Linked DNA regions of Mus musculus: all the other regions are linked to region 3. A link is a contact called in public Hi-C and HiChIP or PLAC-seq data. All regions are on one chromosome and are shown on one strand. The core of a region is the stretch at or near the end of the contact, and the rest is flanking DNA. Distances in the headings are between cores, read along the strand shown.

What was found. Hi-C and Micro-C count contacts between places; a contact is called where the count stands out from the background. HiChIP or PLAC-seq counts read pairs in DNA pulled down with a chosen protein or histone mark.
Region 1: a contact with region 3 is called in an H3K27ac HiChIP or PLAC-seq map of extraembryonic endoderm stem cells, with 8 times the contacts expected there. The contact joins the promoter of Akr1c19 here to the promoter of Gdi2 in region 3. A contact is called at or near these places in 1 of 39 promoter capture datasets (cranial neural crest), 2 of 115 datasets of contacts at active chromatin or transcription factors (embryonic stem cells and extraembryonic endoderm stem cells) and 2 of 9 other capture datasets (embryonic stem cells and liver).
Region 2: an H3K27ac HiChIP or PLAC-seq map of embryonic stem cells shows a contact between it and region 3, with 6 times the contacts expected there. The contact joins the promoter of Akr1c13 here to the promoter of Gdi2 in region 3. A contact is called at or near these places in 1 of 484 Hi-C or Micro-C datasets (the G1E-ER4 cell line) and 2 of 115 datasets of contacts at active chromatin or transcription factors (embryonic stem cells and extraembryonic endoderm stem cells).
Region 4: a Hi-C map of the G1E-ER4 cell line shows a contact between it and region 3, with 4 times the contacts expected there. The contact joins the enhancer-like site here to the promoter of Gdi2 in region 3. A contact is called at or near these places in 1 of 39 promoter capture datasets (cranial neural crest), 1 of 484 Hi-C or Micro-C datasets (the G1E-ER4 cell line), 1 of 115 datasets of contacts at active chromatin or transcription factors (embryonic stem cells) and 2 of 9 other capture datasets (embryonic stem cells and liver).

Annotation. Positions count from the first base shown.
Region 1 is chr13:4,232,413-4,235,772 of GRCm38.p6, forward strand. It overlaps Akr1c19 (aldo-keto reductase family 1, member C19), which reads left to right and starts at 1,328. Exons shown (of 9, transcript NM_001013785.3): 1 at 1,328-1,442. The coding sequence starts at 1,359.
Region 2 is chr13:4,189,594-4,192,888 of GRCm38.p6, forward strand. Akr1c13 (aldo-keto reductase family 1, member C13) reads left to right here and starts at 1,594. Exons shown (of 9, transcript NM_013778.2): 1 at 1,594-1,717. The coding sequence starts at 1,634.
Region 3 is chr13:3,536,315-3,539,523 of GRCm38.p6, forward strand. It overlaps Gdi2 (guanosine diphosphate (GDP) dissociation inhibitor 2), which reads left to right and starts at 1,761. Exons shown (of 11, transcript NM_008112.4): 1 at 1,761-2,029. The coding sequence starts at 1,985.
Region 4 is chr13:4,255,778-4,258,900 of GRCm38.p6, forward strand. Gm40656 (a long non-coding RNA gene) reads left to right here. Exons shown (of 2, transcript XR_873103.3): 1 at 1-1,817; 2 at 2,076-2,684. Among named protein-coding and RNA genes, the nearest start is that of Gm40656, 5.2 kb to the left of the region's middle. Within about 2 kb of position 1,759, at least 7 of the 459 cell types and tissues checked have an H3K27ac peak or open chromatin away from gene starts, as enhancers often do. A contact at or near this core is called in the G1E-ER4 cell line, where this site is marked.

The DNA.
Region 1 (3,360 bases), core at 78-2,577, 700 kb after region 3:
AACCCCTGAGGCTTAGGTATGAGAGTTGTATTACAAATGTCAGTTGAGACCAGGCTCCACAAATGTGCATGTTGGTTTTTTGTTATTTTTTTTTTCTATGATGGCCTAAATCTGCTTTATAGAGAAGTTTTCTTGATGAGGAGTAGGGACTAAATTTAACTTTGAGAATAAGAGCAAGTATTTAGAAGATAGTTAGGGATAATAGCTTAATAATGTGGTGGTTATAGGTGTTAGAAGGCCCATGATTTCACTAGTCCTAGGTAGCTCGCTAAGTTTTCAACACCAGGACTGCTGAGTTGGTCTTAAGTCCAATTAGACAGCTGTTAGTTACCACCAAAATATGAGTACCACTACTGTACACTTAGGGTTATTGTACCATGGTAGTGGTCATTTTAACTGGGATAATTCTGGACCCTGAGTAGGTTGTATAGCTGCTGGTAGTGGGTAAAATAGGTTACAACAATATTTGGCCATATTCACCCTCACTGGGTCAGTGCTAGTCTTCCAAAATAGGACAGAAAGAACACCAGGTGGAAGTGGTTGACATTACCTGGATAAGCTCAAACCAGCTCAGTAACTTCCTCATATGGGAGTGTGTGCCTATTGATGCTACACTTTTATTTTAGTGAGCATTTCAACTTTGGGGTTAATCTAGATTCTATTCCTCATTTATTACACTGAATTTGGGATAAAATAGTCTTTCAAGAGATATAGACCCCTTTTCTAAAAGTGCCCACACTGAGGGAAATATAGGTAAGAGACAACAGAGAGAGAGAAGACTGTGCCTGTCAGAGTCAAGACCACTGTTGCCCCCCTTGGTCTGCTTTTATTCTGAAGTCTAAACTTCCTTGTTTGCTGAAACTCAAGCTAGACTGCTTGCTCAATTTTTGTGCATAAGAACTTAAAGTGCTGCTGAGCTTGAGACAAGGGGAGACTTGAGATATCCCCATCACCACAAGGTTTCTATCTAGAAAACAACCAGTGATTGTCCCTTAACCGCTTGGAACAGCTGACAGTAATTTATATGTCATAAAGAGAAATTTAATTTAAAAATCATGATTCACTACAGAATTATCTTTTATCTTGGTACCATTATCTGAATGATACCAAGTCACAGGTAAAAGCAGTTCTTTAAATTCCTACCTTCCCTTTGGTATTGGTCAATCATTAAACAGGTAATGTCACTGGGTAACCATTAGACAGGTGTAAGTGCTGTTTAATCATTAATCAGATAACAACACTGCTTAGACATTAGAGGGGGTTGTGCCTTTGGTTATCCATTAGCCAGGAAGCTGATTGACTGTTCCACGAAGGGTGCAGGAGCAGCAGAACTTGCTTAGTCAGAAGAGTGATAAGCAATGAGTTCCAAACAGCAATGTGTGAAACTGAATGATGGCAACTTCATCCCTGCGCTGGGCTTTGGCACCTACAAACCAGAAGAGGTAAGAACAGTGGTGCTGCGGTGAATGGGTCAAAAGAAAATGGACTGAGGGTGGGTGGAGGAGATGAAGCCATCAAGTCACTCACTTGCTATGTGACTCAGTGGGACTCAACTGGTTCTGTTTCTCTAGACTACTGTAAAGGATAGAAGATAGTTTGACTTTGCTCTGTATCAAGGTCTAATTACATCATCACTTACCAATAATTTCAATAACTGGTCTTGGCTTGCTAGAAGAATCAGTTACCAGTCCACAACACCATCAGCTTCCTTGATTCTATGGTAATGGCAGAGGAAAGAAGAGAGGTTCCTCTGTTTAGCTATGTATTTCAGGTATTTTCTCCCTATTAAATAATACAAGACTTAGAAAAATCAGCATGTTGAATGTTTGTATAAATGTCTAAGGACTATCACAGTTCTATGTAGAGAAGCTCTCAGTAAAATTCACAGTAAATGCTGCACTTGAGTTAAGTAAAGCCTCCACTTACAACTCTCAATTGTGGGGACTGAGGGGACACTGCAATGTGATGCTGGTATAAATGGTAATGGTGACATGCTAGCTGGTCTTTGCTACTGTACCTTAGGAGTGGAACACCATTGTCCAGAAGGTTCTCTGAAGTGAGGTGAACAAACAGGGCAATTTGCAAACCTTGAAGAAATTTCATATTTTAAAATCTTCCTTAAAGTCTCACAATTTTAAAATAAGTGAATTATTCCTTTAACTTTGAATGTGTACATTTTTTATCTCTAAGATTTACAAAGATATTTGTGGAGTAACAATGACCAAGCTGCCCTGAATGCAATTTACCTTCTCATAAATATTCAAAGATCAAGAGTGAAGAACTATGGTGAGACATAGTTACTTTATAGGATAACGTGGCATGCAGAAGGGAAAGCAGCAGAGCTAGAGAGCTGGTTCAATGGCTATGAGCATTTATTGCTCTTGCAGGGACCAGGGTTTGATTCCCAGCAGTCCCATGGTGGTTTATAACCATCAATAATTCCAATTCTAGTAATCCAACATGGGACTCCACAGGCACTGTCTGCACATGATGCACAGACCTACATGAGAGCAAAACATTCATACATGAAATTAATCCAAAATATTGTTTAGAAAAAGAAAAAGAAAACAAGTGTCCAGAAGTCTCAGCCTGAGTAGGCCTGCAGCAAGACAACCTGGGCAGGTTTCTGGGCTCAGTGCTGACAATCACCATTTCACTTTTCATTGAGAAAAGAAATTCTTTTTTCTCTTCCTCTCTCACTTTCTCTCCTGTCATCTATTCCTTCCTTCCTTTCTTTTTTATTTGTTTTGAGATAGGGTGGCTTGGAATTTGCTATGTAGAGCAGGCAGACTTTGAACTCACAGAGATGTTTTCCTCTGCTTCTGGAACATTGGTATTAATGGTAGGGTATCATATCCTGCTCTGAAGTTTTTAATATAATTGTGAATCCTCTATTTTTTAACATATGAATGTTCTCAACATTACTCAAATCTGGCAGAGTAGGCAATAATTTTAAATTTAAGTCAGGTTATATCTTCACTAAACAAAGTAACTTTTATTGTAATGGCCAGCAACTCAACATCAATAATCCCTTACAAAATAAGGAACAACCAGCTGTCTATACAGATGATATTTTCATATATTGTTACACTTTGATGCAGAAAATAACTCAGTATTTCCTAGGAGTCTTTGCTAGAGGAAGACACATAATTCAGAAGCAAATTTGAATTCCTTTCTGTTTTGATCCAAGCACCCTTCTCCTGTTGTAGCTGTGACCCCACTACATAAATTATAACAAGACTATTCCTATATACTCAGACCTGTAAACTTTTCCAGAGTACTGGCTGAATGTCAGATCTATTTCAGGTGCTCTGATGCAGCTGATGGACCATTGCTGTGTGGGTATGTAAAGGTCATGAA
Region 2 (3,295 bases), core at 344-2,843, 650 kb after region 3:
GACTTGCCTGACAGCAGTGGGAGGGGAGGACCTTGGTCTCAAGGAGGTTTGAAGGCCCAGCACAGGGAGTTGCTGAATCTGTAGGGTGGGAGAGGGTGGGTGGGAGAGCACCCTCATGGAGGCAAAGGGGGGGAGGAGAGGGTTGATGTGGGATGGGGGGTTTTGTGGAGGGGTAGCTGGGAAGTGAGATATCATTTGAGATGTAAATGAATGGAATGATTAATAAAAAATTTCAGTTTTAGTTGTTGATATCTTTGTTTTTAAAAAAATTCTGAGAAGACTAAATTCAGTTCATGAACTATTTTTCCATTAATTATTTATTCACTTTATATCCTGATCACTACCCACCTGCTCCCCCTTTTATACTGTCTCTACCCCTCCCATTCTCTTCTGAGAGGGTGGCGGTATCCTGGGTATCCCCCTACCTCTGGCACATCAAGTTTCTGCATTGCTAGATGTATTCTCTCCCAGGAGGCCAGACAAGGTAGCCCAGATAGGGAAACAGACTACACAGGCAACAGTTTTAAGGAACATTCCCGTTCCAGTTATTGGGACCCACATGAGACACAAGCTGTACTTCTACTATGTGTGTGTGTGTGTGTGTGTGTGTGTGTGTGTGTGTGCTAGGTTGAGTCTGAGTATGCTCTTTAGTTGATAGTTCAGTCTCTGAGAGCCCCCAAGTATCCAGTTTAGCTGACTCTCTTGGTCTTCTTATAGGGTTTCTACCCTCTTCAGGACTCTCAATCCTTCCCTCAACTCTTCCATAAGAGTCCCTGAGCTCCATCCAAAGTTTGGCTGTGGGCCTCTGCACCTGTTTTAGTCTGATGCTGGATGGAGCCTTTCAGAGGACAGTTATGCTAGCTTCCTTCCTGTCTGCAACCATAACATAACATCTTTCAGGGACTGATACTTGCCCATGGGATGGGAATCAAGTTGAGCTGGATATTCCTTGGCCATTCCCTCAGTTTCTGCTCCATCTTATCTTTGCATTTCTTGTAGACAGGGAAAATTTTGAGTCAAAGTTTTTTGGGTGGTTTGATGCCCCTATCACTTTAAGTGCTCAAGTGTGGCTTCTTTTTTCTTTATGTTTACAGGGCATGCAGTAACTCATGATTTTCAGTGATGCATGTTCAAGTAGAGGCTTCATAATGGCCAAATGAAAATAAGTATCTTCAGTATTATAATTGTTCAACCAATCTCTTCTTTAATAGTATTTAATATATGAGATAAAGAAGAGAAAAACCACAGTAAACACGTACTTTATCTTATATAGTACTTTATTTGAAATTTATCCTTTATATGAAAATGAGTGGCTTGCGTTCTTATTTGTGGAATACTGCTTTAAATTTCTGACTCCTCCCTTGTGTTGGTGTCCATTAGACAGACAATAGTAGTATTTAAAACAGTAGGCACACAACAGTACTGTTAACCATTAGCCAGACAGTAGCACTGATTAATCATTAGCTGGATAGCAGATAGTTAAACATTAGCCAGTGAGTAGGCATGGCTAACTGCCAGAAAGGGAGTGTCCCTTGTTAACCATTAGACAGGAAGTTGATAGACGATGTTTACCCACTTCCGCTTCAGGGCAACAGAATACTCAGGAAGTGCTTAGCCAGGGGAGTGAGAGACAATGAGCTCCAAACAGCACTGTGTCAAACTAAATGATGGCCACTTAATTCCTGCCCTGGGCTTTGGCACCTATAAACCCAAGGAGGTAAGAATACAGGATTGTCAGTATCTCAGGCTAGAGCTAATCCGTGTACAAGAGAACAGAAAGTTAGGTTTGCCCTGCATCAGGGTCTGATTGTGTATCCCCTGCTTGCTGATTGTTCTTGATAAATAGAGGTTACAGCAGCACTTGAAATTGGTGGCTGTGGTTGGGAGACCTAGCTATATTCATGCTTGCTTTTCTCTGAGGAAGACCCCTGTTCCTGGTGAATCAGTAGGGAGGCATGCTGAAGGGGAACAAAGGGGGGCAAACTCTAAAGACATTTTCTCCTGTGGTAGGTGTTAGTGCAGCATATAATGAAGCTATAGGGTACATGTCTCAGTAGCACTAGAACATTTACTATAACTCAGCAAGCGAATTCAGGGACAGGGAGAAAGTTTATCTTCCTTGTTATTTTTACTGTCTGACTGGGAATCTGGTCTTGGTAGGATTTGACTCTTTTTGTTTTTGTTTTTGTTTTTATTTTTATTTTTGTTTGTATTTCCCCTTGGATTTACTTTTCTGGCCTAGGCATGTCTGTGAATCTACTGTTCCCATTTGGGACCTTCCAGCTCTAAGAGTGAACTTGGCTGTGAGCTCCAGGCTTAAAGGGACAGACCCATGACCTAACAATTCTGGGCACTATGCTTTTCTTGTATCCATGCTTCAAAGATTGATAGAGGAGAAGAAAGTCACCAGATTGCCTATCAGCTTTCTTGGTTGCAGTGTGGGAGGGGAGTTCTCTTTATGTCCATAACCTACAACATAATTTTTCATTGCAAAAAGGCAAAATGCCGGAAATGAACATTCAGGGTGGCTTCCTGTATGTTCTCAAATCTGTGGGTTGGAACCCCAAACTCATTTTATGTCTGGGGATCACCACAGCATGAGGCAATGAATTAAAGTGTTGCAGCATTAGGAAGGTTGGGAACCAATGTCGGAGACTAAGGCATGAAACAAATATTTGCAAATACTTTGGTTTTGTTTCAGGGTAGCCATCAGCATCTCACAGTGGATGTTTACCAGAACTAAGTGAGATCTCCCATGTATAACTCTCAACTGTGGAAAACTTTCTGGAATTTTATAGTGAATCATTATGATGGGGAGAAAGAGGACCTAGTAAAGATAAATGTGAGTTATTGGTATTCATTAGTGTATTTTGGATTTAGAACATGGTTGTCCTCAGAACAAAAAACATCAAGTGGACTGTTTGCAAACCTGGAGGGACTTTCTTGTTTTCTATTCCTCCTGATACCTTTTAAATGTGTGGCAAAGGATCTCTTCCCTTGACTTCAAATGTGTCCATCTCCTTCCTGTTAGACTCCAGAGAAATCTGGAGATCTACACAGGATTTGTTACTTTTGCAAAGTTGCACAATATCAAGAATAGGTCAAGGCCACTACTGGAGCCTCAGCTTTGATAACTCACGGTGTCCTTACTCTTGGATAAGGCAGGGCTCGTTTCCAGATAAGGTGGTAGAAGCCAGAACTTAATCACTGTCTTTTATCGTGAAAAGATAACTGTAGAGATTCTTAGGACAATGAAAAAGCTACTCTCATTTACTTTTTCAACCCTTTGTAAGTA
Region 3 (3,209 bases), core at 511-3,010:
CAAACTCAGAAATCTGCCTGCTTCTGCCTCCCAAGTGTTGGGATTAAAGGCGTGCGCCACCACACCCAGCTTCTTAATGCAACTTTTATTCTCCTGTGTAACTGTCATCTGGGAGACTTACTGCTCCTTTCTGCCAATGTAGGCCTAGTCGCAGAAGCTTCCAGCCTCCATACAATCTAATGTAGCCCTAGAATGTTTTCAGCCTCTGAGACTTACTGCTGAATAAACTCACCCTTTCTAGTTCTTTCTGAACTCTGGCTGGATGGTTCAACTCAGCTGTTCTGGTTCAAACTCCTCTCCAAGCTGACTGATTCAATCTGGCTCCTCTCTGCTTCTTCCGAATTGCTCTGCTTGACCTTTAACTATAGCAATCTGTTTTGGTTTTTCGCCTCTTCTTTGACTCATTCTGTCTTTACTTGTGTCTAATTTGTCCTCTCTGCAACCTGTCCCTTTATAACTGTCACAGTAAAACTGCTTCCTCCTCCTCTTCTGTACTGCCTCTTAAATAGCTTCCCTTCCCTCTCTCTTTTGAGAGCTGGGTATAACCTGGCAAACCTTTCTCTGATTCAGTCAAGCCACTCAATTAGACATCACTGTTAAACATGGGTGCTTCCTTCTAATAAACTAGTTTTACCTTTGGAATCAAAGGTGTGCACTTAGGGTGTGCCTGTATTCCAGCAAGATTAAAGGTGTGTGCTAAGGGCCGAGGCACAGCACAGCTAGTTCAAAGCCAGTGGAGCTTGATGTCCAAGGGGCCTGCAAATGTTGCTTTAATGGTCCTGAGGGTTACTGGAAGGTCTACTTTGCACCCTGACAATTCTGTTGTCCAAACAAAACAAAACAACTCTGAAATTAATTAGATTCAACAAAGTTTTAACAAGGATCAGGATCCAGAACCAGGCAGCACACCAAAGATGGTTCAGAAGCCCCACCTCTAGTGTGGTAATTGCATGTAGAGGCTGAAACACAGCAAACATACAAAATATAGTGCAATTCAGCATTTGCCTTTATAAGCACATTTTGGCAGCCTTCAGCCTGAGAGACTAGTTGAAGCCCAGTTGCTTGGGTACCAGGGTTATCAACTCTTAAATTTATAACCTGCTTTGCATCACAAGCTAGAATGCGGAGCATTATATAGGAAAGCCATTCTGGACCACATTTTACCTAAAGCATGGATACCAGTTTAGAACACATTTATTTGTTCGAACAGAACCATACAAGTTTAAAGCAGGGCACACAGAATCCTGAGGTCTTCCCAGCCCCGCGCGGGCAGGGGCAGGGGCAGGGCCAGGAGCCAAGCTGCAGAGGCAACGAGGCTGCCAACCTTCGGAGAGGCTGGCGTCCTCACGACTTGGCCCCGCTCGGCCAGGGCGATGCACGTACACCTCTCAAAGTCCCAAGGGCGGAGCTTGGGCTCCGTGGCCCGAAGCCTAAACAACCGTGCTCCATCTCACACCTTGGCGCGAGAGTCAGGCACGTGGTAGCCCAGCTGCAGTTTCCGCCTTGTTCCTCCTATTCAACTAGACCCTCAGCTTCGCATGTCGCCGCCCATACCACAGGAGCACAAGACGGGTGAAATTTAAAAAAAAAAAAAAAAAAAAAGCGCAAAACCGGAAGCCAAGATGGCAGCAGTCCGCCCTTCTCTCGCGAGAGGGGAACGAGGGGGGGAGAGGTGGGGTTAAGGAAATTCACCAATGAGAGAGCAGGATCCCCTTGACTGACGGCGCCGTCGGCCTCTCGCACGCCCCGCCCCGGCGCCGGAGCTCGCTCTCCTCACCCCGCGCTCTCCCCGCCTCCCCTCCCTCCCCTCCCTGCTCTTCTCTTCCCGTTGAGGTGGCGGCCGGCCTCTCCTCCTCCTCAGCTCCGTTTTTCCTCTCCTCGCTTTTTCCCTTTCCCCCCGACCCCCGGGGCCCAGAGCGGCCGGACTTCTCGCTCCCTTCTCTACGGCGGCCTCCGAGCCCCCGCGTGCGCTCCTTTCCCCGCCATGAATGAGGAATACGACGTGATCGTGCTGGGCACCGGCCTGACGGTGAGCTGCGGCGGGCTGCGGGGAGACGCGGCCGGCCGGCCTCCGCCGGGCCCGGGGGCGAGGGCGGGTCCCATCGGTGTGCACGAGCCTCGCCCGCGCCCGAACTGCCGGTGTCTGCGCCCCCTTGGGGGCCGTCCCCACTCGCCCGCGTTGAGTCTGGGATAGGGAGGTCGTGGCTTGTTGGGATGCAGTGATTTGAAGGCGTCGGTAGTGTGTTAGGGAAAACCAGGATGTGGAAGCCGGGACGTGTCCGTGGGAAGCCTGCCCATTGGGAAGTTGAGGGCAGAACCGCCCAGCAGCCGGAGAGAGACAGCCTCGTCCTCCTGCAGGAAGGAAGAGGACCGGGAAAACAGCTTGTGCTCCTTGCACTTCCCCTTTGGGTGAATGACCTCTCCCGCTTGGAAGCAGGCAAGCCCTGGACCGAGCGGGAGGGAGTCGCTGCTGGCGCCTGCACTTCCTATGTAAGTGGCGAGTAGCAGCAGCAGCAGCAGCAGCAGCAGCTTACTCAGCTAGTCTCAGGGCGCAGAAAGCCAAACAGAAGGATGATCGCTGATCGATAATTTGTCCTAGAGTTTGGCCAACTTAAGTTTCTAGAGAAAATCATGAAACGAGTTTCTTTAGGAAAAAAACAAACACCCTTTTTCTAATTGCTTCACTGCCCTCTCATCCACTCGCTTGAAATGGGAAATGAATTTTCTCAAAACTTGTCTGTTAAATACTTTTCACGTCCGGCCCGTGCTTCCCTTTTGTTTGGTTTATTGCGTGCCGCCACAGTTTCTTGAGAAGGGGGAGGCTAAGTTCTCTGTACTTGTTACACTTCTGGGAGGTTAGAAAATAAATGCGCAGTGTGAATGTACTGGTATGTAAATGTAAGGCGGTCCCTAATGCTCCAGTACGTTTTCGTCAGTATCTATCTGCTTAAATATGGGAAAAATATAGACAGGTTTTTATACTTTGTGCTTTCCCCCCGGCCCCCCACTGTGACAAAAGGGCTGATCTTTTGCAAAAAGGAGTTGGGAAGAGAACCGACCATTTTGAATATCAATTGCGGTGTGTGTGTGTGGGGGGGGTATTGAATGTGAAATTATGGGTAAATTACTTCATCTGGAACATTGATGTATGGATCCCATATGTCTATCCATCAAATGTCCAAGTCATTTAATAAGAGCCCCACGGCTTT
Region 4 (3,123 bases), core at 509-3,008, 720 kb after region 3:
CAAACATTCCTCTTAGAAAAGTTCTGTCCTGTGATTTGTCAATTATTTGCTTGATTATATATATATTGCTGCACAAAAGGTTTAAACTCTGGTGACTTCTTAGCTTTTTTCTTTTTGTTTCCCATAACTTCCAGATATCACAGTCTAATCTAGCATCAAAGCCCTTAGTTTTACTGCCTTATCATCTAAATTGAAATCTTGAATCAATTTTACGATGATTATCACATATTATGTGAGATAAAGGACTGAATTCTTTGTTTTGCCTTTTAGATTTCTGTTTTACTCAATTCCATCAGTTAAAATCTGTCTAAGTCTCAATGTAAAGTTTTGACATCTTGCCAAAAATCAGTGGCCGACATGCAGTGATAATCATTTCTGGGTTCTTAAACATACTATATGTTTGTCTTTATTTCAAAGATATTCTTCTAAATGTGACATAGTATTCAATTCTACATAAGCATAAACATTTACATAGTAATAGGGTATCATCTAATCTTTTGATAATATTTAAATCAGAAAAAAATAATATTCAGTAATATATGTTTAACATACACATAAAATGTATATAGTACATTCTGTGTCTTCAAAAATTGATTAGTTTTTATAGAATAAACATTCAAACTATAACATAGAGGTTTAAAAACTATATTTTAAAACTATACTCATCCTCCTATACAACAGCACATTAGACTTCCTTTCCTACACCAACTATTCCTTGGTGTGCATTATTAGTCCTTCACTGTCTCCCTCCCCCATACTCTCTCAGCTTCTATAATGGCCATTATACTCTTAATTTCTTCCAAAGCATCATTTTTACAAATTTTACAAATTTGTGAATGGCTGCTGCCTTATAATGCTTACCATTTTTGTTTTGACATGTAGTTCTAGTAATATAATTATTCCTAGGTTCATTTATGTGGTAGCAAATGGCAAACAAAGCCATTTTAGATGAATAGCTTTCTTTTGGATGCATATCCAATGCTTTCTTTACTTATTTCTCAGTTAATGGATGATGGATACCTAGATTCTTTTGTCAGACATCAGAATGGTGACACCTTCTTGCTTGTTACCCATTTTCTTAGAATATATTTAGCCATTCCTTCACTCTAAGGTGGCACTTATCTGTGATGGTGAAGATTGTGTCCTGGAATCAATCCTGTGTTCTGATACAATCTCCTATTCTGTTTTCAGTGACAAACATGAAAAAACTGATCAAGCAGGATATCTCAAGCACACAGAGAGAGTCCTTGGAATTGATAACCATCTCCCCTGTGGGTGGAAAGAGCTGAGTTCTCAGAATGAAGTTAGAGTTTGTAGAGTCCTTGGAATTGATAACCATCTCCCCTGTGGGTGGAAAGAGCTGAGTTCTCAGAATGAAGTTAGAGTTTGTAGAGTCCTTGGAATTGATAACCATCTCTCCTTCAGGTGGGAAGAGTTGAGTTCCCAGAATGAAGTGGGAGCTCCCCTAAAACCATGGCTCCAGATTATTACTGGCTTTGCCAAGCCTCTTTCTTGCTTTAGACAAGGAGTTACTTTCCTTCTCCATGCAACAGGTGCTCATGGAGGCCCTTGGATGAGCCTGGCTGTCGGACTGTGAAAGGCAGCCTGTTTTCTGGTCGAGCTAAGTTTAAACCCCGGAAATCCAGCAGATAACTCTACAAGGGATGAAAGGCCTGTTTGCCATGCTCCCAAACACTAGGCTCCCGACACAAGGCCCCAGCTCCATAATTCTGTGGCCATCAGTCACACAGGGCAACGCCTCAAGCTCCTTGTATTCTGTCTGGACTTCACCCCCACAGTTACCTGGCAACAACCAGGTAGGCCCAGCCCACTATAAAAGGAGCTGCTTGCCCCCTCCTCCCTCTCTCTCTCTCTTACTCTCTTACTTACTCCTTTTTCCCACTTGCTTCTCTCTTGCCCTCTTTCTCCCCATCTTTCCACATTCCCTTCCCCCTTCTCTCCACGTGGCCATGGCCAGCCTCTATTTCTCTGCTCTCTCTCTCTCCCTGACTTTCTCTACCTCTACCCCATGACAATAAATGCCCTAAAATCATGGACTGTCTCTTCTCATTGAGATCCACAGTGCTGGAGCAATGGAGCAGCTAAAAAGCCTCCAGTGTAACCTCCTGAGCAAGGCCTCTCTGCATTCTCAGATATGGCTTCCACTAAACCAAACCACCTCGAGAACCATCCGCAGTCCTCCTCCTGAACATCCAGCGGCATCTGTGGTGTCTGAGAATCTGAGAACCTACCAGTCTCAGCCTCTATGCGGGCCTGGACCCCCAAGTCCACGCAGACCTCAGACTGCGCTTCCCCACCTCCAGAGCAGGATCCTGCAGCTTCTCACAGCCAGACACGTGGCCCGAGGCAGCATCGTGGGGTACTTGCAGTCAAACTTCCCAAGCAGCCCTAGCTCTGTGGCAGACTGGACACAGGACACCATTCTAATCCACACGTGGCTCCCAACATCTTCAGTGGAAGAATAACATCTAATACCCCCTGTAGGAGTGGCTTGGTGACCATAGATTCCTTCAGTCTATTTTATCATTAAATATTTTTTTCCTCCCTCAATCTAGATGAGAGATTTTGCAAGGTATATTGCTCTAGGTTTAAAGCTGTGATCCTTCAGAACTTGAAATACATATCCAAGCCCTGATTGCCTTTAAAGTTTTTCTTAAATAATTGCCTGTTGTCTTTATTGTCCTGATTTTATATGCTACTTGGTGTTTTACTCTTGCACCTTTTTTTTTCCATTTTTTTATTAGGTATTTAGCTCATTTACATTTCCAATGCTATACAAAAAGTCCCCCATACCCACCCACCCCCACTCCCCTACCCGCCCACTCCCCCTTTTTGGCCCTGGCGTTCCCCTGTACTGGGGCATATAAAGGTTGCATGTCCAATGGGCCTCTCTTTCCAGTGATGGCTGACTAGGCCACCTTTTGACACATATGCAGCTAGAGTCAAGAGCTCCGGGGTACTGGTTAGTTCATAATGTTGTTCCACCTATAGGGTTGCAGATCCCTTTAGCTCCTTGGGTACTTTCTCTAGCTCCTCCATTGGGAGCCCTGTGATCCATCCATTAGCTGACTGTGAGCATCCACTTCTGTGTTTGCTAGGCCC